5 separate regions of the Mus musculus genome follow, and all the other regions are linked to region 1. Evidence: chromatin contacts called from public HiChIP or PLAC-seq, Micro-C and promoter capture Hi-C data. All regions are on one chromosome and are shown on one strand. Each heading gives the region's core, a stretch centred on a gene start, on an enhancer-like site or on the middle of the called end of the contact. The rest is flanking DNA. Distances are from core to core; before and after follow the strand shown. Region 1 holds the start of Abr (active BCR-related gene). Region 2 holds the start of Blmh (bleomycin hydrolase). Region 3 holds the start of Tmigd1 (transmembrane and immunoglobulin domain containing 1). Region 4 holds the start of Glod4 (glyoxalase domain containing 4). Region 5 holds the start of Cpd (carboxypeptidase D).

Region 1 (2,890 bases), core at 247-2,746:
TCTCTGTCTGCTTCCTCAGAGAGCTTGCTTGCTCCCTCTCCCACCCAGAACTCTATTTCTGGATAGTCTCGCTGGAGATGCACAGCCCCCTCCCTTGCCATGCTCCAGGTGTTGGCTTGGCCTTCCCAATTTTATATGCCAGTCTGGGGCGGTGGGGAGGGTAACAGCTGAGCAGGAAGGGCCAGCAAGTCACAGAACCAGAAGCTTGAGTTAGAACTAAAGGGGTACAGGAGGACCTGTATCTGCTGCCCACCTGTGGGGGCTCCCCCACACAAGAGCATCTACCCTTGAACCTCCCAGAGGCTCTATCCTGTGTATCAATGGGCTCTAGCTTTTCTTGATCATCTATAGAGGCCAGTGTCCAGACAGCTGGGAAGTTTACAAGGCTGGGTACAAATTTCCTTATAGGTGAGGGTCTGCTTCTACCCCTCAAAACTGTCTGTGCTTGTTTGGGATAAGGAGAAGTCCCTGTGGGTACTAACAACACTGCCCTCCATACAGGGAATGGGGAGCTTAACTCTTTGAAAAGCTCTGTATGGCTGGAGCCCCAAAAGGGCTTAAGCTGTCTGAAGATGGGGTGGGATGGGAAGTGTCCCATTATTAGAAATGCCACTATACTAGTATATGAGAGGTCTAACCCAGGTCTTCCTTGGCGGGCTTCATTGCCTCCTTCCCTGGGAATTCAGGAAACAGGTTGCAGCCATGGGTCCCATGTCACTCCCAACCCCCAAACCTTCAGTGCTGTTGAGGTCACTGTTTGGAATTTTGTTTCTTAAGACTGGTCTCTGAGGCATCTGACCCCCATCTTCCTTCAATGTGATTGTACACAGAGGCTAGGGATTGTCAGACGGCTCCTGGAGGAATTGGAGAGAGTCCAGTTAGGGCTTCTGTACCCCAGTTTGACTCTTTGCCTTAAAGGCGCACATGTGAGAAATAGGTCCTTCCTCTAATGCCAGGGGATGACACTAACCCCAGTGGTCCCGCCTTACTTCAGTCGCCCACCCTTGGTGTGTGTCGGGAACTGATGCACTGTAAGATCAAGGATAGATGGGGTGATTTAAGGTTTGGTAGGAAAACAATTCCTGGGTGGCCCAGCTTTCCAGCGGGGCGCAGGATGTTAACCCAGTCCAAGCTGTGCTGCCCAAGCTTGTCTAGGGGTGGGGCCTGGCAACTGCACCAGTCCCGAAATCGTGCTTAGAGATCCTGGGGTGGCAGGTGATGTCACCCCTGCGGGTCCATAGGTTTCTTTAGTCTGCGGGTTGCCAGAATTTATGCTCAGCCCAACCAGGGGAGGAGGGGAGCCTCTGGCCCTGCGCCGCCTCCCGGAGACCCCGCGGGAGCTCTGTGCGCCGGCTGGAGGCCATCGGTGGGGCTGCGGGCTGCTCTCACACCCCACCGGCCCGCTGCGGCTGGGGGTGGGCGCGCTGAGCCTTGCGCGGATTGGCTACCGCCTCCGCCCCCCGCCCCGGGCGCCGCGCAGCCCCGGGGAAGTTGCTAGTTGGCGCGCGGGCTGCGGGGCCGCGGCTCCCAGATCCGCAGCGGGTTCGCCTAGGCTGCCACAGCCCTGCACTAAGCTCCCCTGTCCTCACCTTGGCAGCTGCGGCTTGCTCCTCCCTACTACCTGTTTCCCTGGCTCTCCCGCCTCCATCCTGAGCTCCGCAACTTCGACCTCCGAGTCTGGCCTCCCCTCCCGGCATCCCGCCTGCCGGCGCCCTTCCTCCTTTGTTGTGCGATGAGGGTCCGGTTTCCCATCTGACCAAGGAACCTCTGCCGCGCGGAGCCGCGGGCATGGAGCCGCTTAGCCACCGGGGCCTGCCGCGCCTCTCTTGGATCGACACCCTCTACAGCAGTACGTGTGCCCATGGGTCCCTGGGTGGGGGACAGGGGGTGTAAGAGGGACACCCAGCACCCTCCGAGGAGCCCTGTTGCCCTCCGGGTCCCAGGTGCACCCAGGCACCGGCAAGTGTTAGCGGCCATGGTCCGCCAGGTGTGCAGCCAGCCAGTAGGAGGAGCGGTATGGAGTCCTCAGAGCAGATTTTAGGGGGGAGGGGGCTAGATAGACCGGGGCTGGGGGGGATTGTGTCACCCCTCCCACCTGTTGTGTAACCCAGCACTCTAGCGCTCCGCGAGTGGGAAGCGTCCTTTTTAGAGCTCTACCTTGGCCTTTAGAATTGGCAGCTTTTCTCCTCACATTGAAGCGGGAAGGCCATTTTGGGAAAAGTCTTTGGCTCTCTCTAGTTTACTACCTCAGGGACATTCCGGTGTGTGATTCGGGTTGATGATGGGATCAGGTTGGAAGAGAGACTGTAAGGTACGGATCTCTGTGGGGGCCATTTGGATGAAAGAGCCAACCTCCTAGCTCAGCAGTCTTTCTTGCCAGCCTCGTCACCACCCCCATTCTCATCACTACCACCACCCCCAAGAAAAGCAAATGAAGAGGGGGGAAAAAAACCGCCGGTACTCCACCCCCTCGCTCCCAAATCAGCCATGATCATGTGATTGCTCTTGTACTGCCTGGGGGATGTGTAGTTGATCACTGGGACTTACTTACTGAGATGGGAACCATTCCCACCCCACCCCCCATGCCTTAGGTGGCACTGCCCATGTCGCCCTCCCCTCCCCCTCTTTAACTCATTGGCATTCTGTGGTGTCGGGAGATGGTCCTGGTGGCCTCCAAGAATGACAGTAGATGTGCTTTTACCTATGGAAATGCTGGGAACCCTCCCACTCTCTTTTAGCACACCCTAACCCTGAGGCAGGCGCATCTAGGGGTGACTCTGAACATTAGATGCATGAAACAAGGACATTTTGAAGGGTCAGCCTGGCTTGAGTTCCTTCTTAACAGTCACATTCCGGGGATGAGAGGAGACGATGTCTTGAGCCTCCAGGT
Region 2 (2,890 bases), core at 286-2,785, 370 kb before region 1:
GTCCCTTTGGTTCAATTTTTTTGAGACTATTTCTCCTGTTTGGATTCCTAGATAACCAATCTCTCAGTGTAGATGTATTTTCAACAGTTGTAACTGGACAGCAGACAGCAAAACAACAATTCTCAGCCAGCAAGGAATGAGAACTCAAAATACTACAAAGTAACTACTGACAGGAACTATGAGAATAGCAACTCCAGCTGCAACCACAGAGCATATTTAAAAATAGCCGGTTACAATCTGTTGTAATCACTTTATGTTTTTTTCTATTTTATACATTTGGACTTTAGGGCAATTCTGGGACATCTCCTATGGTATGGATATTTTTCCATTAATTATTAATTATTTGGCACAGGCCAAATCTGTTAGTACATAGCTCATCTTTTGCTTTAGGTTTATCTGTCTGCAACTTGATAAGCTGTTTCTCTCTTCTGCTACTTCTAGATGAACTGTTAAGATTAAAACTGCACGAGAACAAACCGCACACATCCAACATCACATAATATCAAAACATGATGATATGCATTCAAAGACCACCATCTGTCACGTTAGGAAACAAACTAAATGCTAATAGGCCACAGAACACTGAAGCCACCACACAGGTGATGTTCTTGGGCCTGCCCTTTTCTAGTGCCTATTCTCTGGCTTACTACAAGTTCTGTCAATGCTACAAAGCTCTGTTATCCCAGGGCCATTTTTAGGACAACAAAATGTGCTGCTGTCAATAAAGTAGGCAAGAAGTCGTAGACCTCACCAGAGCTCTTCTGGTTGGTGACTGGCTTGCCTTCCTGAGGCACAACGTGTTGAAACACATGCTGAGCACCCTGGACCGTGGCCCTCCTCAGACATATGTCCAGCAGATCGTGGGTGGTCCCGACATTCTGGGCAAGTACGAACTGAGGGTCAGAATTTAGTTTCTGGATCAAAGCAGATACCTTCTCCGAATTTAGTCCTGTGGGAAGATCAAACGCCATTATAATTATATCCCCTCCCAAAGAGGCTGACGGGGACAGCTTTAGGATAGGGTCACCGTAGATCCTAGATTTAACTTCGCAAGAGCATCCTGCAGAGTGCTGTACCAGAAAGCCCTCTCCCGGCATCCTCCCCGCGTGATGTCGTCTCTCTCCTGGTGCTCTCCCACCCTCCCGGAGGGCTACATCCCGGCCCTCGCCTAGGTCCGTCCCCCCCTCCCCACCCACCCCCATCCCATCCCACGGCCTTTCACGCCGCCGGGCCTCACGGGTCCGCCGAGCCCGGGAGAGGACCCGGGAAAACACTCGTGGTACCAGCGGTGCCTCACCTGCGTTGTTCATGGCGCCCAAACTGCTTCGTGGAGGAAACGTTAGTTTTCAGGGTTTTCAGGTGAGCTCTGGGGTTACACTACAGTCCGCTGCCTAGCTGGCCGGACCTGGTTCTCGCACCCTAAGCGCCGGAAGAAGGAAACCCGCTCAATGGTGGCCGAGAGAAACGGGGTCCGCGGAGGGACAAAACTCCCCCCTCGCGTTGCTGAGTCAGCGCCATCGGGGCTAGCCCCGCCCGGGGGAGGGCCGACAGGGGCGGCCTTTCAGACTCTGGGGCCCGCACCTCGGCCCGGGAGCGGCAGGGCGAAGCCACCCACGATTGCAGCCCCCACTGCCAGCATTGCTCACTCTTCGCCTCGGCTGCGCCCTCCGCCATCTGTGATCCCTCTTCCTGGCTTCAAGGGCGCCCTCCCGGGATCCCAAGCTCCTAGAGGAAGGAGGCTGAGGGTTCCGTGCTGATGAACCCAGATCCCTCACTGTCTAGCATTGGGGAAACTGACGCTTAGAACTCCTTTGAGAAGCCAGAGGAGGTTTTGTGAAGTGAAAAGGAAGTAAGGGACCCAAAATTAGCCATGGGACGGCAGATCTCAAGAAATCCACCCAAAGGCTTTTCCTGTAGGCACTTAGCTGACCAATCTGTTCATCTTTTTCAATTGCAACTTGTTGCTTAGAGTCTAGTGAGAACAAAGTTCTTGTATTTGAAAGGATTTTGGAACCAATCTCTTTCCCACCCACCCATAAGCTACTACCACGGTTCTACAAATACACATCTGCTCATTTCATCTACACATTCTGGGCTTCGCAAGGCTCATGAGTGGTTCCTATTGAGCCCAGCTTGGGCTAAGGAGAATGATTACGTCAATTTTATGCTTTTTTTTTTTTTTTTTTTTTTGCTAATATCTACAAAACCTGTAAATCACACACACACACACACACACACACACACACACACAGAGTCTTCGAGATAATTAATCAGTTTTTCAAGACGGGGCGGGAGAGTCCACTGCATAATAAAATAAGTACAAATGCACACTGTAGCCTTACTATTCAGATTTTCCATGGAGCCTAAAACCTAAGTCTTAAATTGAAAATCACCCATGGTTCAGAGGAATTCTGATGTCTGGAAAGTGCCACATGCAGACAGCCATCTGTCACTTGAGAATTCAGTCTCTGTGTCCCTGAGAGACTTAGCTAAAGACCTGCAATTCGACATAGCAACCATCTCCAAGGGAGCCCATCAACTACCCTATCCTGTGGGGCTTTTTTTTTTATTTTTTCCATTTTCTGAAGAAAAAAGAAACAAGCTACAACTCATGCTGAAAGAAATCATGGGCCCTTTCACCAAATAAATAAATAAATAAACAAACAAATAAATAAACAATAAAAATGATGTTCAAACTTCCTGCCCAATTGGACTCAGCCCAAAGAATAAAATTGTATTCAACATTTGTGGTGTAACAGGTCCTCAGCAAGTTTCTGCTGATATAAAAAAAATTAAAAACTTTAATCTTGTCATCAAGAGACTCATGATGTGGGACTGGGAGATAGCCCAGCAGATAAAAGCACTTGCTGATGATCTTCCAGGGGACCCA
Region 3 (2,890 bases), core at 130-2,629, 330 kb before region 1:
CAATCATATTTCTGTTTTCTTTCAGACAGAGTCTTTCTCCAGAGCCCTATCGAGCTACACAGGAATTTACGACACTCCTGGCTCCTAAGCACCAGGATTAGTAATGTGCACTACCATGCTCCATAACAATTAACCTCTTGACCCAAGAATGCAATTTTCCCAGAACATTTGCACAAAACCAGCAAATGTTAGGGTCAGGATTCCAACCCGAGACTGCCAAGGCCACACTCACAACTGTCCTTCTGACTAAAGTAATATTCATTCCCTTCAAAAGATGCTCTGAGCCTCTTCTAGTCCCTGGTCCTTCCGTTTGCACTAATAACTTGGTATTTTGTCCTTTATCATGAATATTAGCTGTATCATGAATATAAGCAGGAAATATACATCTGACTAATTCGAGGCACCTCTACTCCTCCCTTGCTCTAGGCTTGTCTTGACAGGACCAAGGGTGCTTCCTACCAGGGAGGCCTCTACCAATATTTTAATAAGATGCGATTACTAGTAGCCAGAGCATTTTGTAATTGAAATTTTCTTGTCCAAAATATTGCTATGACTCTATTATAAGAGCGAGGACCTCAGGACCAGTGAGATGGCTCAGAGGTAAAAGTGCTTGTTAGTGTAAGCCTGATAACCTGAGTTTGACCCCCAGATGCCATGTAAGAGAGAACAAACTCTTAAAGTTGTCCTCTGACCTCCACGTGTGTGCTGTGGCATGTGTAACCCCAATATCCCCCCCACCCCCCACGCACACACTGTGAAAAAGTGATGGTTTCAGAACCCGATCATGCATGGAATTTTCTTAGTAGATGGGAGAGAGAGCACTGCTGCAGCATGTAGGAGGTTCTGGGTTCAATCCCCAGCAACACAAGGATACATGGAGGTTTAGAAAGGAGAGCCCTCCAAGAATGATAAAACCGTAACTTTTCTCAAGTATAGTCTAATATAGGGCCTGAATAAAAACTCAAGAGTGCCTGGGCTGTGGTGGTGCACACCTTCAATCCCAGCACTCCGGAGGCAGGAGCAGGTGGATCTTTGTGAATTCCAGGCCAGCCTGGTCTACAGAGTGAGTTCCAGGCCAGTCAGGAACTTCAGAACTACACAGAGAAACCCTGTTTCAAAAAAACCAAACTAAAGAAAACAAAACAACAACAACAACAACAACAAAATCAACCAAACAAACCATTAAAACAAACAAACAAAACAAAACAAAAAACTGGAGAGTTTGAGGCTGTACACTACCCTGAGAAGGGGAAGAACCAATGGTCTCTTGCTTTCTAAGACGCCAAAGTTTCCAAATAAAGTCCCTTGTCTAGCCACTTACCTGCTGAGCTCCCAGCAGCTGACTTCCTCACCTAGCTCTTCCTCTGCCCAGGAGCCCTGAATTATGTCCCCGACATGATCCTTTATAATACTTGAATTTGAACACTTTATGACAGTAGGGTCAAGTAACTGAGATAAATTGGGTTCAAAGTCTGTTTCCCTTTCTGGATTCTTAGAGAAGACAGTAATTGTGAAGCACATCTTCACAAGGTCTAAGCCTTTCTGTACCCAGGTTACTAGGAGGGGCCGGATATTACTAACACGGGTGTATTGTTCCAGGGAAGCCTGAACTTGTGCAAAAATCCAGAGCACATCTCACCCAACACTGCCTGACAGCTGTGACAGGACAAGTCCGGGGAGAGGCTTGACTTTCACAATCAGTGACAACTGAAGATTTTGCATAACTTAATTATTGAAAGATTTTTACCACCAGTCACCCGAGCCCAGTGCTGAAGCTATGCCAAGCAACAAGAGGAAGTTTTAGCTCCTTGAGGCTCTGACTTCATTGGGAAACCAGAACAGGACACTTCAACTAAAATTATTTTATTGGTAAAAATACTTAAGTTACTCAACGGGTAAAGCCCACACAAAACCCTAATGAGGCAGCTGAAATCCCAGCACTCCTACAGTGAGATGGGAGGCTGAGATGGGGATGGAGAAATTAGAATCCCCAGAAGGCCACTTGCCATACTAGATATATGTCAATCAGAGTAGAAGATGAAGACCAACACAAAATGTTGTCTTCTGACTTCCACATGGGCATGGGTGTGCCCATGTGTGTGCACACACACTCTTGCATGCACGCACCACCTAACATACTTTATGTTAGTGTTACTAATGAACATTTTATGTGTCAAGAACTATTGTTTCCATTCATCAAAAAATATGACATTTATGATCGTCTAGACTTTACCTCCATATTTTTTTGTTGCTGGAGATCAAACCCAGAGTTTTATATATGCTAAGCAAGCACTGTACCACTGAGGTACATCCCGAGCTTTCTCCATTTTTGTTTGGTGGGTTTATTTTTTTAAAGGAAGGTCTCCTATAGCTTAAACTGGCTTTGAACTCGCTGTGTAGCCAAGGCTAGTTATTACTCCTGATCCTCCTGCCTTCACTCCCAAGTGTTAGGATTACAGGTGTGTGCCATCATACTTGGCACTGTCCATAGCTTTGAGCACATTGGGTAACCACACCAGAGATCTATTTCTTTCTGTTTATGTGACTTTGAAAGTTATCTAACCCCTAGGAGCCTTTGGTTCTTCAGGAACACAATAGCAATAATAACAGTGCCCTCCCCACAGAGTCACTGTGAGGATTGAGTGAAATGGAGCATGCTAAGCTGCTGTACAGTAGGCGCTTCATAAGCCATAATTATTACTGTTATGAAGATAGGCTGGTCTAGCACTATTCATGCAAGGATCATCATTAAGAGAGGCTGCTGTTAGTCAACAGGTGCAATACACCCACCCCAAGCAGGCTTGGGGTTTACTTCTCAGTGGTACAAGAGCCGTATGTCTTCTATCATTTAAAAATGAGTTTATCAGGATTGGAGAAGTGGCTCATCGGC
Region 4 (2,890 bases), core at 174-2,673, 330 kb after region 1:
TCCTCACATTGTCTTCTAACCCATGCACGTATACACACAAAATAAAGTTTTGTTTTGAGATAGGGCTTCAATGTTTGCTCTGGCTGTCATGGAACTCACTTTGTAGACCAGGCTGACCTCAAACTCAGAAATCTGCCTGCCTCTGCCTTCCAAATTCTGGAATTTTAAAGGCTTGCATTACTCCTGGCTCATAAAATGTTTTTAACATTCCATAAAACAAACAAACAAACAACAACTGGGCTTTTTTTTTTTTTTTCATGCCTCCTCAGCAGGAAGGAGGTGCAAACAGGAATGTCAGGGGTCGAAGCTATCCATAGCTACATACAGAATGTGAAGCCTGCCTGAACTACAATTGTCAAAAACAAGCAAAAGCCCCACAATTAAGTATGAATGAGAAATTGGTTCAGTTGCCAGTAAAATACCATCAAAACATAGAGGCCTGAGAAGTCCTATTTCTTTTTAGACGTTAGTCAATAAAAATTTAAACTTGATTTAAATAAAATTCGTTACCTTAAGACAAGTATGAACAAGAAAGTCTAGGATACTACACTTGTATGAAATAGAAATCCCAGATATTGGCACACTGTATATCACTGACCCATTATTCCTTGTGGCGTTACTAGGTCTGACCAATCCTTGATGTCCTCAAATTTCACCTTAATGAGGCTGACGTCTTTCAGCTTGTCTACCGGCAACTCCTTGACGTACTCCAGACGGCTAAAAAAGAACGCTTTGGGCACAGCTCCAGCCTTGAGAGCATCTGCAATCAGCCTGCGACCTTCCAGTAGGATCTTCCCTTGCTTTTCCCGAAAAGGCCTGGACTTAACTATTGTCATCACACTGCTGTGGGTGCAAACAGAGAGGGGATGATTATCAACGCTCTTGGCATGGAGGGATACATGAAGTTCTAACAGACACGCACAAGCCTCAAAAGACGACATTTATTTTGCACCGTCGAAACAGTAAGAGCCAGAAGCTTCACAGTGAAGCAAGAAAAGAAACGGGAGCAGATGACAAGTCTCAAAAACATATCACCTTAGCCTCCTGTCCCCGGGAAAGGCCTTATCGTAGCGAAGCCCTGCCTCTTCCCAGGTGTGAGGGGTCTGGGATGGGGATGTCTCAAGAGGCTGTTTCTGTCGCTGTCCCTGGGAACTGGCCTTAGGGACCGCCTTGCGAGGCTGCTGGTCAGGAGCGCGCTTCCGTTCCTCCACCTGTCCCGAGGGAGACAACACTCTCACCGGGCTACGCCGCAGCGCCCGGACCCAGCGCCGAGCGTTGAGGTCCCGAGTCTGGACCACCCGCAGCAATGATCCCAGGGAGCACCACATGCCCTTCGCCGGCGCTGCCATCTTTCCCCTGGCGCGCGCTACCTCACCCGAGCGCGCGGTCGAGTGTTAGTGACGTCACCCGACGATCCTTCCCGGTTTGGTGGGCGGGGTGTCCCTCTGCCTGGAACTCGGTTTTCGTGTTGGGAGCCATGGCCACTCGTCGAGCTCTGCACTTCGTTTTCAAAGTGAAGAACCGCTTCCAGACAGTGCATTTCTTTCGAGATGTCCTGGGGATGCAGGTGCAGACCGGGACCGAGCGGGGCTAGCGCGAGACCCCGATGGGCGGCCGGGCCGCACCAGGGGAGGGAAGACGCCGTGGGCGCGCGGCCACCCCAGCCGCCAGGCCCTAGACTCCGCGTTGCCACGCCGGTGTTTTCAGCTTTTGCGAGCCCCCCTCTTTCGGGTTGGGAAGCCTTTGAAAGGGGACTCACCTACCAGCTGTGTTGTCTACGCACGTTCACCTACAGCCCTTCTCAAATATTTTTTACACTCCTGGCTTGGGGAGCCTGCTGTCTATAGTGAAGGAGCGTTGATAGGCAAAACGTTATTTTAAAAAGCCCCTTCCAGTTCACGACAGAGCGGTCTCCTGGTTTGAAAGGTTTGGGTGTGATCAGCAAATTTCGGCTTCCATCAGAGCTGCGGATTTGAAATTTAGGCTCTGGGAGGGGGACCCATGGCTTTGCGCATGCTAAACAAGCACTCCGCCATCGGATTCCGCGAACAAGCCCTGTCCGAGCAAGTTTGAACGGTCTCTTTCGTAGGTGCTCATGATCTGTGGCTCTGTTCTAAACAGCCCAGATGTAAGTATGAGGTCAGAATCAAGTCGCCTTCCTAGTACCTGGAAACAGTCTGAGAAGCTGTGATTCTAAGGGGGTCACTTAGCTGAAAGTGTAGCGGAAAGGTTTATTGAGCTCTTTGGTAAGCCAGGGAGGTAGGAGCACACCAGTGCAGAATTTATTTATTTATTTTTAACAGACTTGTAGCAGTCCAAGTCTAGCTGGGTGTAGAGATGGTACAGGAGGTAAGGACTGTAAAGGAAGTTGCACAAATCAGTCAACACAGGTTAGTCATAAAAATATCTGCTGTGTAGGGGCTGGAGACATGGCTCAACTTTTAAGAATGATTGCTCTTCTTCCAGAGGGTGTAAGATGGGTTCCAGGTGTTGGATGGCTCACAACCATCTGTAACTACAACTCCCAGGGAATCTGACCTGTGGCAGGCAGGCAGATAGACACACACACACACACACACACACACTCCTGGTGTTTGAAGGTACCATGGTAAGGTTAGGTATAGACTAAATGACTCTGGCATTTGTTCCCAATTAGAGCACATGATGTAGGAAATATTAGATTTATACCTACCAGTCAGAGTTTAGTGATACTACATGTCATTATTCTATTTCTTCATTGATCAAAAGATTGTTGTTAAGATTAAACATGTTACCTTTTAGGTGGTAACTGACTCACAGGTAGTTTGTGTTCTGTAAAGTAATAGCTACTTTTATGTTAAAAATGCAAAAGGAGAGATTTACCAACCTAGGCTCTCAGGAAATAATTCAT
Region 5 (2,890 bases), core at 143-2,642, 280 kb before region 1:
ACCTCCCGTGCATGCTCCTCCTTCTATCCAGAATTCTTCACTCCCATCTTGGCTTCTTCCCTAGCTTCTTGGTTGCCTTCTCCTCAGACTGAATGAGGTTTTCCTCAGGAATGTCCCCACAGATGTATTGCATTGTTCATCCCTGCATTGGATCTCTAACTATGCAAGCAATGCCTTGCTTCCCAGCTTCTAGCTTTGACAGACACCAATTACTCAATAAATACTCAGTAATCAGTGAATTCCACGGGCTCTATGAAGATTCAATTAGAGTTCAGAAACTCGAACCATCCAGCACCGAAAGAAGGGAATGATAATGGTTATCACAATTATGTCATTAGATGGGTTAGAATTTCACGCTTGATAAAAGGATTGCCAAACTTCAAATTTCTTCAAGCTAACGTGATTAAACTTTACTTGGAAGGTTAGGTTTTTCTGGACTTACCCAAATACCTTGGGGGAAGTACACTTGCCAAGCAGGTATTTCTAGACATGGCAAATCTATCTCTTAAAGACAGCATTCCAAAACTATAGCTATGGCTGTATAGAGGTGATCTAGATGCTCCTACTCAAAAGAAGTGTGAGAGGAGGGTAAGGTCACTAAAAAACGATATCTCCTCAGTGAGAGCAGAGACCAGCACACAAAGAAGATAGTTACAATCCAACACTTTTGAATGGCCAATTAAGACCACATTAAGACAGAGGGCGCCTACTATGGAAGTTTCCACTTAATAAAGGAGATACCTAGTCACGCGACAAATCAAAAATAGAATTGATTGCTTTATGAGGTGTCTCATTCTCTTCAACTGCATGTAGGCAGATGGGCTCAAGCCCAGGCAGAACCGATCAAGGGGGATGGGGGGGGGGCGGGGAGGAAGGTGCAAAGGAGATGGGACTAAGGAGGTCTTTGATTCTCCAAGGAGATTAAGATTCTTTCTAACTTCCTGATTTTCTCAAGAGTCCTTTAATCTTTGGAACCTTTCGATTCTTTTGATTACTGACTCTAAAGCATTAAAGCGTAGCTAAGAAATGCTGCAACGAAGAAGGGGGCTAGTAAAAGCTCTCAGAGAATTTCAGAGGAGAAGCCATAAAGAAGAGACTGAGCAAAAAACAAAACAAAACAAAACAAAACAAAACAAAACGAGAGAAGTAGAAGAGGAAATAGGGAGGCGGGAAGACAGAGGGTAGAACCTTAGTGGAGGAAAGGAAAGCGACTAAAGTCCCTAAGGACTGGAGTGGAGACACGCCCAGAGGGAAAATCGTCCGCTTTAAGGAAAGCCCCGCCCCCTAGAGTGACACCCAAGCATTCAAGGCTACGATTGGCTAAGGCTGGAAGGCGGGATGGGGTTGCTAGGCGCGGAGGGGATCCGGCGGGCTGCCGCCTCCCGGAGTGTGGAGCCGCTGGAGCGGAGCGGTATTAGCGGCGTTGCTGGAAGATGGCGAGCGGCCGGGATGAGCGGCCGCCCTGGCGGCTGGGACGCCTGCGTCTGCTGCCGCCGCCACCGCTGCTGCTGCTGCTGCTGCTACTGAGGAGCTCGGCCCAGGCGGCGCACATCAAGAAGGCTGAGGCGACCACGACAACCGTTGGCGGCTCCGAGGCGGCCGAGGGCCAGTTTGACCACTACTACCACGAAGCGGCGCTGGGCGAGGCGCTGGAAGCGGCGGCGGCCGCGGGGCCACCCGGCCTGGCGCGTCTCTTCAGCATCGGCAGCTCGGTGGAGGGCCGGCCGCTGTGGGTGCTGCGCCTCACAGCGGGCCTGGGGCCGCCGCCCACCGCCGCCGCGGGGCTGGACGCCGCGGGGCCGCTGCTGCCCGGCCGGCCGCAGGTGAAGCTGGTGGGTAACATGCACGGCGACGAGACGGTGTCACGCCAGGTGTTGGTCTACCTGGCCCGCGAGCTGGCGTCGGGCTACCGCCGCGGGGACCCGCGCCTGGTCCGCCTGCTCAACACCACCGACGTGTATTTGCTGCCCAGCCTGAACCCGGATGGCTTCGAACGTGCCCGCGAGGGTGACTGCGGCCTCGGCGACAGCGGCCCGCCTGGGACCAGCGGCCGTGACAACAGCCGAGGCCGCGACCTCAACCGCAGCTTCCCTGACCAGTTCAGCACCGGCGAGCCACCTTCCCTGGATGAGGTGCCGGAGGTGCGCGCCCTCATCGACTGGATCCGCAGGAACAAGTAAGCGTTGCCTGACTGCTTTCGGTCCCACGTGAGCCTTCGAGGCCAGGAGGCTTATTTTGACAGCCAGCAGGCGCCCAAACAGTGCTTGCCAGCCTAAGGGGTCGGGGGCAGTCGGTGTGGAGAGTGACACCCAGTAACTGGAACGGAGGCCAGGTTGCAGTACCTCTTCCTCTTGCTAACTGTAAAGAAGCCTGCTTGTGGCTGTCATTTGTGCAGGGCAAGCCGGGGGGCTTTTTCCCCCCTCCCATTCTATCCCTATTTTTGAAAGACCATCGTATATGAGCAACGGGTACGGATTTTAAGGATTCCTAAGTTAGCACCTTCATTATGTATGTAGCTAAGCTTGTCACTAGAAGCACTGTGGCAAGCACTTTCTGCGACTGCATTATGTCACTCGATGTTGACCACAACCGGGCGACCTAGACACCACTCATATCCTCTAGACACCACTGGTACTCTTGTTTTGCATACGGGGAAATTGAAGGGCAGACTGGTTGACTAACATCGGGGAATCTAAGCCTGGTTACTCAGTGCTCCACTGCCAGGGAGACAGAATGTAGTTCAGAAATAGCAAACGACACCCCCAGTCACTTCCTCTGCTACTGGATAGAAACCCATTCTCCTGCCTTTACTTCTGATTTTGCTTAGGGGAGTATGGAATAAGGGGAAACCCCCACAGATCAGAACTGCTTCATTTCTGATGCCAGCTGT

The links. A called contact is a pair of places that touch in the nucleus more often than the background predicts. HiChIP or PLAC-seq counts read pairs in DNA pulled down with a chosen protein or histone mark. Capture Hi-C pulls out chosen DNA fragments and counts their contacts.
Region 2: an H3K4me3 HiChIP or PLAC-seq map of the 230-238 cell line shows a contact between it and region 1, with 11 read pairs. The contact joins the promoter of Blmh here to the promoter of Abr in region 1.
Region 3: a contact with region 1 is called in a promoter capture Hi-C map of adipose tissue. The contact joins the promoter of Tmigd1 here to the promoter of Abr in region 1. A contact is called at or near these places in 3 of 39 promoter capture datasets (liver, pre-B cells and stem cell-derived epiblast-like cells), 1 of 115 datasets of contacts at active chromatin or transcription factors (pancreatic cancer cells) and 1 of 9 other capture datasets (adipose tissue).
Region 4: an H3K27ac HiChIP or PLAC-seq map of embryonic stem cells shows a contact between it and region 1, with 6 read pairs. The contact joins the promoter of Glod4 here to the promoter of Abr in region 1. A contact is called at or near these places in 3 of 115 datasets of contacts at active chromatin or transcription factors (effector CD8 T cells and embryonic stem cells) and 1 of 9 other capture datasets (embryonic stem cells).
Region 5: a contact with region 1 is called in a Micro-C map of embryonic stem cells, with 1.5 times the contacts expected there. The contact joins the promoter of Cpd here to the promoter of Abr in region 1. A contact is called at or near these places in 1 of 484 Hi-C or Micro-C datasets (embryonic stem cells) and 6 of 115 datasets of contacts at active chromatin or transcription factors (CD8 T cells, embryonic stem cells, memory CD8 T cells and 2 more).

What each region holds. Positions count from the first base shown.
Region 1 is chr11:76,569,990-76,572,879 of GRCm38.p6, reverse strand. It overlaps Abr (active BCR-related gene), which reads left to right and starts at 1,496. Exons shown (of 23, transcript NM_198895.2): 1 at 1,496-1,849. The coding sequence starts at 1,789.
Region 2 is chr11:76,944,301-76,947,190 of GRCm38.p6, reverse strand. It overlaps Blmh (bleomycin hydrolase), which reads right to left and starts at 1,535. Exons shown (of 12, transcript NM_178645.4): 1 at 1,298-1,535; 2 at 752-949. The coding sequence starts at 1,310.
Region 3 is chr11:76,900,648-76,903,537 of GRCm38.p6, reverse strand. It overlaps Tmigd1 (transmembrane and immunoglobulin domain containing 1), which reads right to left and starts at 1,379. Exons shown (of 7, transcript NM_025655.3): 1 at 1,322-1,379.
Region 4 is chr11:76,242,232-76,245,121 of GRCm38.p6, reverse strand. Glod4 (glyoxalase domain containing 4) reads left to right here and starts at 1,423. Exons shown (of 9, transcript NM_026029.3): 1 at 1,423-1,567. The coding sequence starts at 1,478. It overlaps Mrm3 (mitochondrial rRNA methyltransferase 3), which reads right to left and starts at 1,386. Exons shown (of 4, transcript NM_183263.5): 1 at 1,036-1,386; 2 at 599-843. The coding sequence starts at 1,349.
Region 5 is chr11:76,845,510-76,848,399 of GRCm38.p6, reverse strand. Cpd (carboxypeptidase D) reads left to right here and starts at 1,392. Exons shown (of 21, transcript NM_007754.2): 1 at 1,392-2,176. The coding sequence starts at 1,434.